Regions from separate parts of the Zea mays genome. Here region 1 is linked to region 2. The links are chromatin contacts, called in public Hi-C maps. All regions are on one chromosome and are shown on one strand. Each heading gives the region's core, a stretch centred on a gene start, on an enhancer-like site or on the middle of the called end of the contact. The rest is flanking DNA. Distances are from core to core; before and after follow the strand shown.

Region 1 (3,253 bases), core at 660-3,159, 260 kb after region 2:
TCAACATCTCTAGTATTTTTACCAAGGTATCGAGAAGCACTCAAGATTTTCTCTGGTCCTTGTTCGAGCCCCTCGCAATGATGCCCACACGAGGGCCAAGCTCATGGTCAGGCAATTATGTGGATATCACTAGGTCTTCCCCACACATAAGTGGGCCTCCAGAATAGGCTATCCTAGATTGCTTGCCTTCGTCTTCACTATTGAGTTTTTTACCAAAATACCATGGCCTTGTTCCCTAAAGTAGACAATGGTGGCCACACAAGCACCAAGAGACAAGAAGTATTCTAACCTCACTCAAACACTAGACTTAAACCTAGAGCAAGCGCTATGAGCAGCGGTCTAACTTGTCTGGAGCTACTAAAGATGAGCGTCAACTCTTTCGATGTGTTCCTCAGCTCCCACACTTCTTAAATGTTTGCTTGGTGTCCTATCTATAGTCCCATAAATAGATGCACCCATTTCACCTTCAACAACCCTCTCTACGCACCGTTAGACCATCCAACTCATGGTCTCGGACCAATGTTCAAAGTACAATAACACTTAATGAATATAGTTTTAGCACTAACTGTTTTCGACCATTAGAGCAGACCCATGTGGCATATTGTCTGACGCCTATCGTCAGACTTGTTCGACACTCCTTTTTTCTTTTAGGAACCTTTCTAGTGACCATTGAACTCCATCTCTGATGGTCCAAGACTTCTACACATGATCAGTTTAAAGCTCCTTTGAGTGTAAACAGTCTAACCGTTTGTTCCAACACCATCTGCACTGTGAGTCCGACACTTAGTTCGATGCACCTCTTTGTGTGTACACTTAGACCATTATGGTCCAACACTAAGTCTGATGTTCCTACTATCTATCGACTAGGATTAGCTCGGTCGTATGATCCGACGCCCCATAAGGCATCCCGATGCGTGATGAAACCCTTACTTCTCTTTGTAACTTTGTGACCTTCGTGCTTAAGGTATTTGATTATTCGGGCCATCATCTTACCTTAGTCTAAGTCCACATTGCATCCTTTGAATAATAATATCCATAAACACTAGCAAACAATGTTAGTCCAGTGCCACGGTCGGTCCATTTTCCTGGCATCGTTTGAACATACGTACATATGAAGTACCATTGTTTTTCTATTGATGTTGCTTTGTAGTTTTCATGTCCAATTCATGTGTGCACATGAGTTGGGGGAGAACAAGCCTTCAGAACCATACACCTGCATCTGCGATACTTTCTCGGATGTGCCGGACGATCAATTTTTTTCTTGAAGCGTCTAACTGATTTCTCGCTGCCAATCTAGATCTCTTCGGTGGACGTTTTGTGGGACTACATTGTTGTGAACACCATTTTGCATCGACCGTGGTTCCTGTGGTTTCGTGACTTGCAATAAAATATTGTATCGACTAGTAGGGTATGAATAGGAGTGGTAATAGATCGCGATCCAAATGCCTCTTCACAATTTGTTAGACCCTAAATTATTTATAGTTCAAAAATGAATAGAAATAAAGCCCGATTCTAATCCGATTCGATCCTTAAGTTTTATAGTGTAAAATTTGAGGCCCATTGTCACCCGTAGTTATGAAGCTTTGGTCTGGACCACTGATCCTGATCACGTGTTTGAGTTTCTACTAATTGCTTCACTGTGAGACGTACGGTGCCTAACAATCTGGAATACATTGGACACTTTTTTAACATCATTTCAGTCTCGAGTCATGTGACGTGTGTATGGGGGCTCAAGCGATTGGCTCAGAGTCTATCCTTTTGAGGAACATCTACTGCATCTGCATGGTGCTCGATGCCAGCAGGCCCAGTCAGCAGTGCAGCTTGCTTTGCTACCTACGCCCACCCAATGGCACCCATTCTCTGACGAGCGAGTGAAGGTGAGTTCACGGGGCAACTCTGTGTGACGCTGAACGGTGGGACCCGACAAGCACTCGATCGCGGTCTCGAAGACAACACAGGTCAGCATCAGAACGATGACAGCGCAAGCAAGGAAGGGAGCATGTGTCGAGCCTGCGACTGCGAGAGAGAACGTGGTCGTGCAGGTGTTCTCTGAGCATGTCGCTCGGAATCGACAGCAAAAGCTTTGCACAGTTGGAGCCTGTGGGGTCCTCTCCTCGGGCCGGGCAGGCCGCCGGATTAATCAGCGTCAAGTTAGCTCACTGACTCACTGGACTGCGCAGCGGGGGCGGGAGACATTGGCACAAGACATTCTGCCACAGGCCCACAGCGTCTACCATGTACTGTACCCGTATTATATTGATGTGAGAGAATATTATTAGACGAGGTGGAGAAATGAATACATAATTCTGTAAATCCGCCTATCATATTTAGCTCCTCGTTGGTCCATATGTTTGTTGCTTATCCTACCAGAATTTTACTATATATCTAGATGAATATGGATCATACATCTTGATCTAATAGGATCTTCGCTATCTTTATCTTCCTAAAACTTCCTGACGTATGGATTCTTTCCATGGCTATTTGGGCCGAATTCCTAAGCACTTGGCCGAGCTCGTGGGCCCAGACGTCGTGGTCTTCTTTTACAAAGTTGTATGTAAATACCACTGGTACATATCCTTTACAGGCTTACAATTATGACTTATGTTTGGCAAAAAAAAAAAAATAGAGAATCTCATTCGACTCCCCTCTTAGGCATTATGATCCTTTCAATTGGTACCACAACCTTCTGCTCATTGGTTCAAGCTTAATCGCTTCGAGTTATGATGCCTAGCAGCAGGGATGGACCTCATCATTTCTTTGAGTGTGACAATTTTATATATTGGAAAATTCTTATGGTATCTTACCTTGAGGCTATTGATATAGGAGTCTTTAGATCCACTACACAAAAGCTTCCAAAACCTAAGGATACCACTAACCTAGTTATAGCTTAAATCTATTATGAAAACTGAAATGCAAAGGCCAAAAACAACCTTTTAGAAGCCTTTGCAAGGGGATATTCAATAGAGTACGTAACCACAAAGACACTCATGTTGTTTGGTTTGACATCTATGTGATACATGAAGGGAACAAGAGCACACATGAGGAGTGTTATCAGATAGTCATGAAGAAATTAAATTCTTTTGAAATACTCCATCATGAAAATTCTAATGATATGTGCACACACTTGGATGTCCTAACAGAGGAAGTGAATGGATTGGGACTCACATAACTCATCCAACTAGATGTTGTGAGAAAAATATTAAGTGTACTCCCAATCGAGAAATACAACCACACCATCATCATGTTTCACCAA
Region 2 (2,975 bases), core at 114-2,613:
GATTTTTTATAGTCTCAGTAATAGTTAGTAGTGGCAGTGATACTCACTACCTAGATTCAGTAATAGTTTTTGGTGGTATTCTGAACAATTATGTATCAAGTTTTATAGTTTTAATAATAGTTAATAGTGGCTGTAATACTCCCTACCTAGTCTCAGTAATAGCTAGCAGTAGTGATCTGAATAATTGTGTTTCAAGTTTTATAGTCTCAGTAATAGTTAGCCATGACAGTAACACTTGCTACCTAGTCTTATAAAATATTTCTACTGTGGTAGTAATACTCACTACTTACTCTCAGTAATAGTTAATATTATTCCAAATAATTATGCATTAAGTTTTTATAGTCTCAGTAATAGTTAGTAGTGGCAGTAATACTCACTACCTACTCTCAGTAATAGTTAGTAGTGGTGCTCTGACTAATTATATATCTAGTTTTATAGTCTCAATAATAGTTAGCAGTGTAGTAATACTTACTACCTAGTCTTAGTAATATTTTAGTAGTGACAGTAATACTCACTACCTACTCTCAATATTAGTTAGTAGTGGTATTTTGAACAGCTATGCATCAAGTTTCATAGTATGAGTAATAGTCAGTAGTGGCAGTAATTGTATTTTTTCAGTTTTTCACGATTGCTTTTTTCATAGTGTGTTTTTATACAAGCTTTTCTTATATTGTTTATTTCGTGCAAATTAATAGTTTAGGGATGTTGAGAAGACAATATACTCTACCAGCCGTGATCCTGGGCTTATTGATGTTAGGGCACCACAACCTGCTATTGTATGTGTTGCGCGTGGTGTTTTGACCAGATTTATTAGAGGAACTCGTGGTAAAATTTGTCGAAAGGCTGCTACAAATAGGGGCATGAGACCAACAACGACTACAGATAGAAGGCAACCGTCTAGATTATCTGATACAGACCGAGCCAAAAATACCACTCACCTAGGTCGGAGGCACAAACGCCACCTCCACAAGAAGTAGATCAGTCGCCACCCCCAGAAGGTTGCGAACCACTGAAGGATGCACAAACCTCCAGCAATATGACAGTGCTCCTGCATCACTAGAGGAGGAAGCTCAAACGGAACAGGCTACCACAGGTGAACCTATTGAATTTGTTGTAGCAGAGCCACTACCAGAACACGTCGTACAGACAGGAGGAGGCATTGATGTCCAACAACATGAAAGTGTATAGGCACCAACAAAGGAGGGACCTCCCATGGATCAGGGTACCATAGATGTTTTTGTTGAGTTGACTGAACCCGCCATGAATCGAGAGACCGATGGTAGTGCACAATGATTGGTGCAAGTAGAGAAGGCACCAGCATAAGTGGGCACACTAGATGCCTACTCAGCTGGAGCACACACACCTCATGCAGAGGTAGGACAAACAGATGTTGCTCAATCACCAGCAGACTTAGGGCACGTAACAGATACAAAGGAGCAAGAAACAAATGGGTGTCAGACAACAACAGAGGTAATAGTCACTCAGTAATAGTCAGAAATAACATGGTAATAGTTACTAAGTAGATGATATGGATCATCAGTAATAGTCATTCAGTAATATTGCACTCACCACATCTAAATAGAAACTTTATATAGAGAGAGGGGATATTGGGAGCCCTAGGCTTCCAATAGGTATCAAGAAGCCCGGGTCAGCCAGTCTCCCGTACCAGGCCGACCGCCCATGCCACCCTCCTTATGCTAGCCCGACCGCCCGTGCCCCCACGTCCATGATAGGTGTGGTCTCGACGTCACCCACGCGCACGATCTGGACGTGCATGCACGCAATTAGTGGGTGTTTTTTACGTAGGTTGCAACTGACTGCATGCGTGGGATTTATAAGGAATTATGTCCTCCGGTCCAACACCCACCCCCGCGTGGGACGCACGACAAAAATTGTGTTATGTTTTTTGCCCAAATAGTGTAAATAGTTCACAAAAATATCGTAAATATTTCATAGAGATAGCATAAATCCCCGCCCAGCCACTGAACCACGTCCACGCGCGCAGATGCATACATGCAAATCCTATTTTTATGGTAGATCCGATAATTATGGGAGCTTGTGGGAGTTTCCATTGCATGTGCGCAAATTTTGGATGACATTTTCGTTTCCACTGCATTCGCGCAAAAATTGGATGGCTCCATAAATATATGATCGCTTCTACAGCTATGCAGCTAAGCTCATTAGAACTAGTTTATGACATATACTTATACTAATTATGCTACATGGTGTATGTATATATGCAATTCGGTACACTGGGTAAAAATTTCTTTCCTGCTGCATGCACATAAATTTAGGATGGCCGAATTGTGCGATGAAAGAAAATAGATTGTCATGCATGGAAAAAGGATCTTATTTAAATGCTTTATTTTCTTCATAAATATAGGATCGCTTAAACAAGCATGCAATTAGGTTCGTTAGAACCAGTTTATTATATATATATTAATACTATTTATGCTACACGGTGTAGATATTTAAGCAATGTGGTACACTACGTAAAAATCTGGCATATGGTTCACTGTTGGACGCATCTCCATCTTCGAGCGTAAAACCTTCAATTTTAAGCGTAAAAACGTGAAGTTATGAGCGTAAAATACTGATCCAACCTGAAAGTTGTTGCAAACCTCTTGATGTTGGCATAGATATGAATACAAACTGACATAAAAATATGTATGCGATTGTATGTCGTCCCTCCATCAGGAACATGCATTCTGGCGGGTCCCCACCAAATGCATGCTTGCGGGCCTATTTTTGGCATATCTAAACAATATGACAACAACTTGACACATGCATGAAGTTCTTATTTTTATGCAGATTTGAAAGTTATGGCAGGTGGGAGTTCTCATTGCACGCGCACAAATTTTGAATGGTATTTTCGTTCCCAAAGCATACATGCAAAAGTTGCGCACATGCAAAATTTTTGAATGATATCGTGCAAAGCATAAATCGTTACAGGAAGTTGTATAAATACCTACTCC

What was found. Hi-C and Micro-C count contacts between places; a contact is called where the count stands out from the background.
Region 1: a Hi-C map of ear shows a contact between it and region 2, with 1.9 times the contacts expected there. The contact joins two enhancer-like sites. A contact is called at or near these places in 2 of 25 Hi-C or Micro-C datasets (ear and tassel).

What each region holds. Positions count from the first base shown.
Region 1 is chr8:36,368,767-36,372,019 of Zm-B73-REFERENCE-NAM-5.0, forward strand. No RefSeq gene overlaps it. Among protein-coding and RNA genes, the nearest start is that of LOC103635069, 62 kb to the right of the region's middle. Within about 2 kb of position 1,910, at least 15 of the 20 cell types and tissues checked have an H3K27ac peak or open chromatin away from gene starts, as enhancers often do. A contact at or near this core is called in ear, where this site is marked.
Region 2 is chr8:36,106,153-36,109,127 of Zm-B73-REFERENCE-NAM-5.0, forward strand. No RefSeq gene overlaps it. Among protein-coding and RNA genes, the nearest start is that of LOC100285091, 150 kb to the left of the region's middle. Within about 2 kb of position 1,364, at least 2 of the 20 cell types and tissues checked have an H3K27ac peak or open chromatin away from gene starts, as enhancers often do. A contact at or near this core is called in ear, where this site is marked.